Regions from separate parts of the Mus musculus genome. Here region 2 is linked to region 1. The links are chromatin contacts, called in public Hi-C maps. All regions are on one chromosome and are shown on one strand. The core of a region is the stretch at or near the end of the contact, and the rest is flanking DNA. Distances in the headings are between cores, read along the strand shown.

Region 1 (6,773 bases), core at 3,935-6,434:
AAATGACTTACAAAGTATAGCCAAATGATACTGCTCATATTTCTCAAAGACCAGGCCCCGAAAGGACTGACACAGACCTTATCCACTCACGTGAATTAAAGTAAGGAGAATATTCGCTATTTTCACATCTCCATACAATCTCCAATCTAACATTCTCTGTAATCCAGACTCAACAAATAGCAATGTTCCTACTCCAACCCCCAATTCTGTTTTCAGTCTTTCACATCCCTGGGAAGAATACAAGTATTCACAAATTTACATTACCAAATTAACAATGCTTACCCAACAAAAAATGCCTCACAATTCTACTTTGCAAAAATGTATCTCATGGGTGGGTGGGGGAGCGTGTGGGGGACTTTTGGGATAGCATTGGAAATGTAAATGAAATAAATACCCAATTTTAAAATACATACATACATATATATATATATATATATATATATATATATATATATATATATATATATATATCAATTCCATATCCAACCCTGGCCAAAGGTTTAATTGCTTAAAATTTTTGCACAAGCCCTAGCTAACCTCCCTGCTTTCTTTCTTGTCCATTTTCCCCATACAAGATCAGGTACCCTTTAGTAAAAAGATCCTAAGTAAGTTAGGCAGGTAGCTCATGACTATAATCCCAGAACTCAGGTAGAATAGGACTGCCATAGGTTTGAGGTCAGCCAAAACCACAGAGTAGGGCATGGGCTCAGAGAGAAAGATACAGACAGACAGACACAAAGAGCATGCACACAAATAATGTTACAAAAGGCTTCTCTTCTATCTTTGAAAAACTACCAGTTAACAGCCTACACGCCTCAAGCCCTAAGTTCCTCACATTAACCCAGAAACACTGGACTTATAGATTCCCCAAACACACTATTAAAATCCTAAAGTCTGTACTGTAAAGGTTCCCCACAGAAAAGACTCCTTACCTTGCTATGTGCTTTATATTCAGGCCTCAAGTACTCTCTAGAAGAGCCTTTCTGGCCTCCAAGTGCCATCCAGTCAAGGGCTATCACACCATCTCAGCTATTTCAGTTTCTACACAAGCACTTACCATTAAGTGATTTTCTTTAATTTGCCTATTCTTAAGAGATTTTTTTAAAAATGCATTTAGGTGTTTAGCCTGCATATGTGTCTGTGAGGGTGTTGGAATCTCTGGAACTGGAGTTATAGACAGTTCTGGGCTGCCCTATGGGTCTGGGTATTGAGTCTGGGTCCTTTGGAAGACTAGCCAGCTCTCTCAATCCCTGGCCCTGCTCTTAACAGTTTTTATCAACAGCAAGACTTTTGAATCAACTCAGGAACTTGGATTAAAAACTTTGCTCTATCTCTTACAAAATGTTCACTGACACCAAACTGCAAAATTTTAAAGCAATGGTTTTCAACCTTCCTAATACTTTGACACTTTAATACAGTTCCTTATAGTGTGATTACCCAACCATAAAATTATTTTCATTTCTACTTCATAACTGTAATTATGCCACTGTTATAAATCTGATAAGCAGGATGTCTGATATACAACCCTTGTGAAAGGGTTGTTTGACCCCCACCATCACCCCAAAAGGGGATCACAAGCCATAAGCTGAGGTCAAGCCTGCCTGATCCATACAGTTACTACAGACCCTAAAAACACAAAACCAACCATGCCAAAAATATAACAAAAATTTATATTAGAAATTTCAAAATTCATCAGCATGTAATAAGCTGCTTACATTTGCTTTATCGGTTTAACAGTAATCATCTACTTACAACAGTATAAAAAAAACACTCAAGCAAAATATATAATACCGTTTTTGTTTTTAAATCTTGCCATTTTAAAAAGCAGAGAGGCAAACTTTCAGCTTTCAAAAAAACAAGAGCAAACAAAACATGCCCTTGCCCTTTAGCCACTGAGCCTCAACTAGGTGATAAGGCTCCCAGAAACCCCAAACCATTGCTTCCATGTTCCTATGCTTGGTGCCACCAGCAGAGCCACCTCTGCACCCAGCAGGTCCAGCAATGAGTCACTCTAGAGCTGCCCTTAGCTCATGTGTATGTTACGTCCCAAAGAGTTTCTACACAAGGTAGCTTAAGTCACTTAACTTCCTCAGTCCCTTCAAGTAAAAAACTAGTTAAAAGCAAACCTGAAACCACAAAATATAATTTTCCAAAGACTAAGTCTGTAAATTGCAGGCATTCCTAAAACCCTAACTTTAAATCTACTTTAAAACATTTTCATTCATTCATTTATTCACTCATGTCCAGACAACCTTCTGGACTCAGTTCTCTCCCATCATGCAGGTCCAAGGAACTGAATTTAAGCCATCAGGCTTAGTGACATGAACTGTTATCTGCTGACTCACTTACAAATTCCCAAACTGATCTACTTCTAAAATCCCTTTTTACTTTTTATAACAAATTAGAAAATATTTCGTATCATCTACTTTTTCTTTTTACTGGAACTCTAAAGCACTGGGTCAAAAAATTATCAATTAACATAAACTCTACTGGGTAGTGGCCACAGCTTTAAACTCTGCACAGGGGAAGCAGAGGCAGGTGGTTTCTGTGAATTCCAGATCAGTGAAAACTTGTCTCGAATGAATGAGAAGATGTATGACGATGTGTGTGTTTATACACTAATCAGACTCACTACAGATATAAATAAAGGGGCTATGGTGTAAGCACTGGTACAAAGTTTGTCTATGTATGCATAAAGCCCGAAGTCCCTGTCCTGGATCCCTAGCCAAGTGAAAAGGGAGGCATGGAATATAGAATCAAAACATTTCACAATACTAGTTTTTACATTACAGTAATAGCAACAAATTACATTTGTTCTAGTAACAAAAGACCAAACATGTATTTCTAAAAATGTAAACTATTACACCCCCTGTAAATAATTGTAAAGTTATAAACAATAAGTGCAGTTAGGAAGTATTAGCTCAAAATAACAGCAGATGTATGTATGTGTGTGTGTGTGTGTGTATTTCAGTAGTGTGAAGTTACTGAACAACTCTAACACATTCATATATTAAGAAATAAAGCAAAACATGTTTCTCCATGTTTTAGTGCTTCTGGGATAAATTAAAAGCCCAAAGAGTAAGGACAATTTATCTCATCATTTATCACCTGCATTGAGCCAAATGCCAAGGAGGCATTTTACATATTTGCATATCATCACTTAAGAGATGACTGTGTGACTCCTTTTGAAGGTGCTGGAGATGAACTCAGGGTCTCACACCTGTCTGATATCCCAGCCCTGTACTTTAAGTAGTAGAAGAAAATGGTGGTGCACTCCCTTAATCCCAGCACTCAGGAGGCAGAGGCTGGCTGATCTCTGAGTTTGAGGCCAGCCAGGGCTAGAGTTGAGTTCCAGGACAGCCAGAGATACACAGAGAAACCCTGTCTCAAAAGCCTAAAGAAAAAAAAAAGGGGGGGGGTGAGGAAGAAATTTGATTCTACAGGGCCTCTGTCCACTAATTGTTAACAACTGCTTCTGTGAAGATTGCAGAGCTCTCATGTAAATGTTTTTCTATACTTTCAAGAATTATTGCAGATATCTGGAAATTAAATAACTTCTTATAAAATTATTTTGTGCCACAATTTCAAAAAGGTTGGGAATTCTTGGCTTCTTATTAAAGATTGAAGGAGACTTTAGAATATTAGATGTGATAGGTAAAACAAAACACCATGTCTTCACACAAACATATACTGATTACATAGTAGGCCTTATTTAGAAATCAACTAAATGCCATTTAATCCTCACCATCTCAGCTGGTACAGTTCCCATTTCAGAAAATCAAACAGGGTAGTTTGTCCCGCTGTAGAAAACGAGTTATAGAGCCACAAATAGAATTCGGATCTCGGATCTATTTAATTAACACCACGTCCTGGTTGTTTCAATTACAAACTCAATCAGTCAAAAAAAAAAAAAAAGAAGAAGAAGAAGGAAACCCCCCCACACAAATATGCAGTAATCTATTGACATAGCGTCATAATTCCACGTGAGAAAAAATTTTATTCGCATGACATTTTTTAGATTCCTGACATAAAGTTGTATTAAAGTTAACACAGATCTTTTTACAGGCAAAACCGGAGACCACTGCATTAGAATTTATCACGTGAACTCGTTAAGTGTAGTAGTCGGCTTTTTAACTGTAGAACACCAAGTTTTTATATTTTTCTCCCTCCCTTCAAATACTACTATTCTAGGAGTCCGAGGAGCGTTCAGGTTCCCAAGACGACCGAAAGAACGCATTTAAATCCGGATCTGAAGGTTTCTAATGCAAAATTCTTCACCACCAACGTGGCCTCAGAACGTAATCCACCTGTGGGTGTGGGTTCAGTGGCTGCGAGGGGAAGGATCGTAAAAACTAATCCAAAATAAGACATAAATAAAAGGGCTCCTTCTGAGAGGCCAAAAAATTCATTTTTCCCCCACCATCCCTCCCGGCTGCAGACAAAACTAGGCGCGTTTAAGGCCCACCGTCTTGGGTAACCGGCCCCTTAGACCTCTGCACCTAGCCATGTCGCCGGAGGGTGGTGGCTTCGCCTGGGTCTCCCTCCCTCCCCCACCTGTGCACGTCAGGCCCGGCTCCAGCGCCCAGGCCGCCAGGTCTCCCCTCCCCCTCCGTCCCCACGACCACGCGCTCCGGGCCGCGGCCACCAGCGCCCACGCGGACCGGTGCTGCTCCACGCCATCTGCCCCCGGGCCTTCCTCGTTGTCGGCCACAAAGCCGGCGGTGACCCGACGCCCCTCTGGGGCCCTCCCGCGCCGCCCCGACTCGGGCCCGCGCTCCCCTAACCCGGCGGCGCATACCGTCTCCTCCGGGTCGATGTCGATCTTGAAGGTCTGCTGCTGAAGGGTCTTCAGGGTGACCTGCATGGTGCCTAAGCCGGGGCCTGGCCGCCCCGGGGTGGCCGCGATCCTCGCGCTCTCGGGAGGAAGGCGGTGGGGGTGGGGGGGCTTGTCACATTCGCCCGGAGTCGCACTCACCCCGGGCCCCGCGTCTCCCCTGGCCGCGCCGCCGCTCGCTCCCGCGGCTTTCCCGGTAAGCTCGACCCGCGGTGCTTCCTCACGCGCCAGCCACTGGGCCCGCAGGAGGCGCGAGGGACTCCCCGAGAGACGCAGAGAACCCGCTACCTCACCACAGGATGGTGGCCGCCATCACCGTGACTCGCCGAGACGTGACCCCTCCCCCACCAGAAAAAAACCCGGAGGATGGGGCCAGACTCGGGCGATCTGAGCAGGCGCAGGGTGCGGCGACGCAGTGCGCAGGCGTGAACAGGAACTCCGCCCGGGAATTGGAGGCGGGGCGATGGGTGGGGCTGGAATATCGTGCGGCGCGGCACCGGCGTGCGCAGGCGCACTTCGCAAGCAGAGGCGCTCGCGGAGGCCTGGTCCGCTCCGCGGTCCTGCAGTGGCTCCGCCTACATCCAGGCTCCGCCCAGCGGCGCGAGTTGCGCAACCCGTAGCCGGGGAACGGCTACGTGGAGTCCCGGCTCAGTGGCTGCGGCTCAGCGAGCGCGGAACCTTGAGGGCGGTGGAGCGGGCGGAGCCTTAGTGCAAGGATTGCCGAGGGCCGGCCCAGGAGGGGCGCACATCGCCAGTCGAGCATGTGTAATGCCGGTTGCTTCCCTGATTCTGAGACTGACTTCAGCCATGGACTGCTTGCTTGCCAGTCTTGTGTTCTCTCACCAGCCTTGGGACCTCCCACCTCTAAAGAAAGGCGGATTTAAGAAGGAGGCCTAGTTGTGTCACGCCTTTCCCTCTATCGTTTTGCTTCGTTTAGGTGTTGGTGGTAGATATTAGGCGGTTGCCTCTCCTCACCCCCTTCCCCCGCCCCCCCCCGCCTCACCCCAAGCGCTGCTTTCCTTTGCACGTGGACCCTTTTAATCTTTGCTCAAATGTCGCCTTCTTGAACTCTATCCTGCCTATCCAACTTAAAGTATCTTATTCGGATCTCATTATCCAGCTCCACTTGTCTCAGTAACCATTCATCACCTTCTGGGTACTCTACACTATGTGTATTTAGCGTGTGTGTCTTCTCTTCTTTTTCTGGTCCCCAGGCTGAAGCTACACAGAGGCATGCATTTTGTTTTGCCCACGTTGTGCCCCAAAGCCTACAGAATAAGCCTAGCACATTGTAGGTACAAGGTAAATATTAGAAAAATAGGTAGACGTGCTTCTGGTTCCTTGGCAGTAAGGGTGAGATGTCACTCAGCTAATTGGTGGTTGGAGAGGGTGGGATAATGCATGTAAGTCTTAGAGTCAGGAACACAAAGTTAAGTGCTTGGCTGTAGCTGTATGATTATTTACACAGCGATAAGACCAGAGTGCAGAGGTGTCGGGTAATAAGCACCACAATAGTAAGTGACACTTTAGGTGCTTGTCTGTATGCTGCCTCTTAATAGTGCAGTGACCCCTGTTAGACTTAAAAAGAAGAAAAAGCAGTTACCATCAGACCACAGTGAGGACAATTATGAGCATCCCCCATCTCTGAGCCAGCACCATCAATGATTACAGTATCGCTATTTGGATTTTCATGATTCCAGAAGCTAGGATATAATTTTGTCATGGAACTTTCCCTAACCAAGCCCCCTCTCCACCGACAAGGTATGTCCCTGAACTATGATAAATATCGAATTCTCTGCCGGCTAGGCTGTCTTCCTGTGGAACTAGTCTTAGTCACCAGGTATGCTCAACTTTTGCTCTGAAAAACTGGCAGCTGGGATCTCTCCCTTTAGCTATAGGGTCAGCCAAAGGCAAAGCAGTATTACTGTTTTCAGCGTAA
Region 2 (6,756 bases), core at 3,067-5,566, 8.2 Mb before region 1:
AGAGGAGAGGAGAGGAGAGGAGAGGAGAGGAGAGGAGAGGAGAGGAGAGGAGAGGAGAGGAGAAAAAGATCATCATGTGCAAAGGTCCTGAGACAGAATGTCCTACAAAGAACAAACAACAAGGCAGCAGGGGGCACCAGAGCTGGCCTGGTGAATGAATGGTGGATCTTCATGCCATGCCCAGTGGGAAGCCCTGAGGCAGAATGCGCTAGCAAGCTACACATCTGGAAAAGTAGGACAGAAAACGGAGCTAGGCAGTGGCAGTCAAGCTCAAGGTGGTGTCAGGAGGTGGTGACAGTGAGAACACGGTGGAAATGATGGAGAGTGACCTACAGCTGAATACCAAAGTCACCCAGCTACACAGAGACTCCAGTTACAAAGTGTTGGAGTTCAGCACAGAAAGGCACTCAGTGAGAAGGAAAAGCTGGGAGTCAGTTATGGCCTTACCTTGCCCCCAGCCAGGAGGGTTCCCCTGAGGCAGGATGTTGCAGCCAAGGGTAGAGGTGGGCAGGGGACCAGCTGCCCCACCAGGATCTGTGGGAGGCTCACAAGCCATGGCAGACAGACAGCTGCTCTAGCTTCTACTTCCTGTTTCTGGGGGTGCAGTTCATGCTGGGGCAGCGTCTCACCTCCACTTGCCTATGAAGAACAACAAAAGAAAGAAGTTGAGTCCCTGGCTTCCTGGCCTTCCCGGAGGCCAGAGTTGCTAAAGGCCAGGGAGGACCATAAGGAGTCTAAATGCTGACCTTCCGATCTTACTGAGGAAACTTCTCGGAGGAAGAAGAAGGAACTAAAACCTTCCTCTGGCCTCTGCTGAGAATTTCCCTACTAGCTAGCATAGGGTCTTCTCCAGCTCAGCCACACCAGACACCACCCATTCCTTCCTGAGATGCCCAGGCAAACAAGCCTGGGACAGGTATTATGTTCGTTATGGGAAGGCCTGTTCACATATATACAGCTCTGTTTACATGTACAAGGCTCTGCAAGATGTACAAACCGAAACCAGGGAACAGGAAACACAGATTGCACACAAAAAGTCCTGACAAGCATGAAGAGGAGAACTAGCAGACAGTCTGACTACATTCCAGTTCTCTAAAGGGGTAAAGTCCATGTTCAGGGTTCATTCACACTGTGGCCCCACAGCCTCCTACTTGTGTAAACTTGGATACATCACTCATCCTCAGAACTTCGAATAGGCTTCTTCAAATCTATCAGACCTCTCCCCACAGAGGCCCACTACCAAGAATCAATGGACATAGGAATCAAAATCACGGGAAGGCCATGGGGAACAGATATCACACTCCATGTGTATTAGCTCTTTAAATCCTTCAAGGCCAGCACTCTAGAGGCAGAGGCAGATCTATCACCAGCCTGGTCAACATAGTGAGCTCCAGGCAAGCCAGGGCTACACAGTGAGACCCTGTCTCAAAGACAAAACAAAACACTCTCAGTCCAGCCTCATGACATATGCTGAGAGTCCCAGCTCTGAGGAGTGCACGAGGCAGGGCAACTGGATCAAACATTTAATGCCAGCCTATGATACACAGTGAGCTGCAGACAGGTGTAAGCTACCAGGTAAACCCCGCCTCCTAAAAAGAAAGATAGTTTCTCCTGGTCACAGGAGAAAGCAGTTACAGACAGCCGCTTTCACTGAAGCAAGGGTTTGCTCGCTGGGGCTTCCAGGTGGTCAGAGGTTTCCAGCAGGGAAACCTTGGCAGTTAAACGCTCTACTGAGAAGGAGAGCAAGCCCTGGCTTTGCAGTTAGCTCTGCAGGGTCCCGGAGGCGTGGCCAGTGCTGCCAGCATCCACCTTTAGCCATTATCATCAGTCAAAGTGGGAATGCTCCTTATGGGGGCTCCTTTGCTGACCTCCTGAGTCACCAATCTGCTACCACCTGTGACACGTGTCCCAAGAAAGATCATGTCCTATTAAATGCCACGAAGAGCACACCAGTCCTGAGAAAAATCCTCTAGATCATTCATGTGCTACCAAGGGAGGTTGACACTGGGGAAGGCAGGAAGCATACAGATGACACACACCTACTTGAATCCAAACTGGCCCCCAAGCCCCACTGCCCGCTGACCTTCAGGGAGGAACTGAACCTTCTGGCTTCTTCACTGTTTCTCTCCAGATTTCAACAGGCACAGCTGCACAAGGCTGGGATGCTCTGCAAAATGAAAATGGGGGGAGGGGACTCCTGTTGAGAACAGAAGGATCTGCGGTCAGGGGGATGGATCCGAGGGTAAAAAGCACTTGCTGCCCAAGCCTGGTTCCCCAAGTTCTACCCCAAGGTGCCCCTATAAAAAGCCAGATGAAGAGGCAGGAGCGTCTACAATGGCAGTGTTCCCCTTACTCTGCCCACAGCCCAGATTCCGTTCTCTCCTCAACATGGGTTTCCTGTTCCGTGGTCAAGACATACTCTCTCCAAAGCTGAGTGGCTATCAGCCAAAGAGTCGGGAGAAGGATTTTAGTGACTCCAGGGTCTCAGCCCTCAGCACCCACGCTTGGGCTGGCTTCCTTTCCAGCTAATTCATGGAATCATCTTCGAGTGGGTCAGAAGAAACCACAATTCCTAGGCAGTGATATAGAAACCAAGTCCAGTCAGCCTGAGTCTCCTTGCGGCTCATGCTCAGTCCAACTCACAACAGCGGTCTCAAACAAAGGAGTACTTACCAGCCTATCTTAGTGCGCCTGCTCTTTCTATAGACCCAAGAGGCACAATGGCCACAAGGTTGCGCCCCTCTGCTGCCTCTGAGCAACTGCTAGGTAGGCCACAAGGCAGACCCAACCCTGACATCTGTACTCCTGGCCGAGGACTCAGGCCCTCTCGGTGAAGCCTCCCAACACTGGAGTGTTGAAAAGGCTGGGAGGAGCTGACACAGACTGGAGTTGCTCAAGCCCGGGGCTGCACAGAAGGATCCACTGGTTGCAAAATGCCACAATGAAGCATTGTGTCGGGGGCAGAAATCACAGCACCCACATCAGCCCCCTCAGCTGCCCACAGAGACCCAATCAGCAGACTCCAGTCACACACCCAAGTTTGTGTGTGTTGGCTAAAAGTAACCTGCCCAGCCCAACCACTTCCCACCTGGGTAGCCTTGAGCAAGGTAACAAGACTTCTCTCTGCCTCCATTTCCTGGAAAGGAGACAAGGACAGACACTTAGGATTGCCCTATGGGTTCCACGTCCATGAGATCCACACTTGGGAAAAGGTTGATTACTGAGAGAAGGTAGCTGTCATCAACCTATGCCACAAACATTCCCTGAGAACCTTCTAGGGCCAGCCCCTGGACTGTAAAACCAGGAGTGGAACATGGAGCGTTTGCTCAGCCCTCCCCTGCAGGGATCACCATCCACTGGGGAAAACACACTCAGAACTGCCAGAGAGATGAGGAGGAGGAAACTAGGCAGCAAAGGTGGAGGACGACAGACTCCCTGGGCTGCCTAAATGGGCTGCTTCGCCAAGGAGGAGACTGAAAGGAGCCACACAGAACTGAATGGACTCGACTCAGAGGTCAGGATGGGTCCAGGGCTCCCCGTGTACATTCTCATCCAAGTACCGAGGCTACAGGGCCATGAGGGGTCAGGCAGGACCCCAATGGCAAATGCTAACCATTTACCACCTCCTCAGCTCTGCTCCAATCTTCAGCACACAAGTAAGGGAGCCCCACACCATGGTAAGCAAAGCACAGAGGGAGCAAGTGACTGCCGACCGAGTTCCTCTGGGAACCCACATTGCAACCAGATTTTCCAGTTGCGGGCTGTGCAGACTCAAGCCCCCAAGAGGTCTCATCTCTGCACAGTGCCTGCCAGCCTCACCAACATCTGAGCGCCTAACATATCCTGAAAGGAAAGAAAGAAAAAAAAAAAATGGATTTCCTTCTTCTAACTCAGCTTCATTAATTACAATGCAAGTCCAACACATCAGAGAAGCAGCAGTCCCCCAAAAGTTTAGGGCAGAAAAACCTGGCTGGACAAGGAGTTCAAACGCCCCATTTCAATGATGAGAACATTAAGCCCCGGAAGAGAAAGCCGACTATCCAAGGTCAGGGAGCAAACCCGGAGGGAGCCAAAACAGAAAGCCGGCTCGGCGCGGCCCGGCCCGGCGTCTCCCACCGTACCTGGCCTCGGGCTTGGGCAGCAGGCTCCCCGATCTCTGCCCTCTGGCCTTGGGGTTCCTTTACCCCAGAAATCACCCGCCCTGCCCTGCAGATCCCACGCCTGACGCGTGGGGCGGGAAGAGGTCACCCGAGCCTGAGCGGAGGGACGCGCACGCAGGCCCCGCGGCCCCAACCCCCGAGCGCGGGAGCGCGGACGCGCGGGCACGCGCACGGCTCGCGCACACTCACCGCCGCGCTGCCGCCCGGGCCGCTCAGGGTCAGAGGTTCCATGCCCCTTGTACGCCGCGGCGTCCCGGCGCCGCCGCCCCCGCCGTCCCCGCGCGCCCTTTTTGGGGCGCGTCGCCCCAGCCGGTCTCCGCCGAGTCGCCCTACGGCAGGAGCGTCTCTCGGGCCGAGCCCGGAGCGTTTCATCAGCCACGCTCCCCCAGGGCGCCGGTAGGGGCCCTGCGCCCGCCACGTGCATGAGATCTGAGCTCGTCCCTGCAGTGAAGGAGCGGGGCGGGGAGGCCTGTCCCGAGTGACAAAGTCATGGGATCCGATGCATGAGGCACACTCGGGACCAGAAGTTTCTTCCAGGCTTGTTTTTAATGAAAAACGGTGTTCAGTATTGAAAGCGTCGGTGTAGTCTCCACTTTGTATCTGCGTTTTCTTTAAAAATCTTTAGTTGAGACAGTGCTGTGAAATTGTGTGAGATCTTTACGAAATAATGTGTGAGGTGTTCAAACACACACTTGCACACCCCGCTCCTTGAGATTTAAAAGGATCTGTGATGGCCTGCTTCTTTTTCCAGGTAAATCACTAGTCTTGGGTTCACCTTGGTGGGTTGTTCTGACAACAGCAGACCTGGCTAACTACATGTACTTTTCTTTGGAGTACGTGTTTATATCCTATTAGCCACCAAACATTGTCTTTCAACAAAGACGGTGGGCACTTGGTTGCTGCACCAACAGCCTGGTTTCTTTTTCAGGGGATCGATGAATGCACAGGTGGTTCCCACCCTTGCTTACAGGAAGGACTAGGGCAGTACATGCCACTGCCCTTGTCTCTACAAGTGGTCTTGTACACACAGAGAGACACAAACACATTTCTTCCTTTTAACAACTCTTGAGGACTTCCAGACCACAGGACTTACATGTGCCTGCAGGATGTTTCCAGGCAGCGAGAATGAATTGAAAACCCAAATTAGCATATCCCATGGAGGTGCCCACGGGGACAAGTGAGGATCAAGGTGGCAGGCTACTGAAAATGAACTTATCTGTGAGCAAATCAGCACTGAGTACCTGCTCTGTGCCAGCCTTGCCCTGGGCAGTAGAAAACAGTTCGTGGGAGCCTCCCATGTAGTTTGATCAACTTGCTAAACAGTAATGTAGAGGCCTGGGAACAAAAGACCCAAGGGTGCTGAGACTTCTAAATGCTGACCCGGCTATTGAAAAGGAAACAGCAACAAGCTGTGGCCTAGCCCCGCCCCACCCCCAACCCTGCCTGTGAAGCAACCCTCCTCAATGTCAGAGATGCCCTACTGCCTTCCCACCAGCCTGTCTTCACTCTCCACGGGCCAGCAGTTTTAGGTCGACACACCAGCCTCCTACAGGTACACAAACGGAACTTGGGAAGCGGCGGACAGAGCTGTACTGGTGCACTATGTAGCTGCCTGTGTGCTTGGACAGCTCTGCCCACTCATTCAGGAAAGTCAGGGACTCCTGCTGATGTGAGAGGCTGCAAGGGCGAAACGTTGAGTACTTAGTGTTCTGACTAGCAAGTGCACCCTTGCAGCAACACAAGTGTTTGCATACCTGAAATCCTGGGATAGGGGCGGGGGTGGGGGCCGGAATTCAAGGACATTACAACCAGGGAAACAGACTGCAGAGCTGACTTTAGTAGTGACTGCTTGATGGGAGTCTCGGGCATTTGTGAGGATTTCGATGTGCACTACCTGCAGCCTACACCGGATGAGTCACTGCCCTCTCTCCAAACCCCAAGCTCCATAAATAGAGCACCTCTCACTTCCTCCTGCCCTCCATTCTTTCACTTCCAGGTCCCAGTGTTTGCCTCAGGTCTTCCCTGTCCATCTGGAAGATCAGTGCCAAACCCATTCTCATCACCTGACCGGCCTATTCTTGGGTCTTGGGTGACAGGGCCCTACTTCTGAGAGCCCTGTCCTGCCCTAGGCCAAGGGCTGTCCTCCTCACTGGTTCCCATTCAACCTACAGTTATCCCTATTATGACCACTGGCTCATTCTTTCCCTGACAGCACAAACTTCGAGTCCTAAGGCCATTACATAGCTACCCAGTGCCCAACGGACAGGCTTTTGTTAAACACATCTTAATACATGGATGAAGTAAAAGAATTCTCCCCAGAATGGACAGAATTTCCAGAAATGCAGCAGCAGCAGCAGCAGCAGCAGCAGCAGCAGCAGATGGGATCGGAGGGAGCTTCAGAGAGCACCTGAAGAGCTAACTGGGCTGCCAGTTACATTCACTGACTTTCTAGCTTTCTTGCCATGGGCTGAACAAACTGATCAGATCACACAGCAGCTCTGGCTCACAAGAGCTGAGAGTCACACATTCAAATGCAACTCTGCCACTAATTATCTGTCCTTGAATAAGTGAACTTCATCCCTCTAAGGCTGTCTCC

The links. Hi-C and Micro-C count contacts between places; a contact is called where the count stands out from the background.
Region 2: a Hi-C map of CD4 T cells shows a contact between it and region 1, with 3 times the contacts expected there. The contact joins the promoter of Tmem268 here to the promoter of Rad23b in region 1.

What each region holds. Positions count from the first base shown.
Region 1 is chr4:55,348,453-55,355,225 of GRCm38.p6, reverse strand. It overlaps Rad23b (RAD23 homolog B, nucleotide excision repair protein), which reads right to left and starts at 5,184. Exons shown (of 10, transcript NM_009011.4): 1 at 4,799-5,184. The coding sequence starts at 4,864.
Region 2 is chr4:63,556,323-63,563,078 of GRCm38.p6, reverse strand. It overlaps Tmem268 (transmembrane protein 268), which reads right to left and starts at 4,316. Exons shown (of 10, transcript NM_001356354.1): 1 at 4,122-4,316; 2 at 2,084-2,167; 3 at 448-639. The coding sequence starts at 556.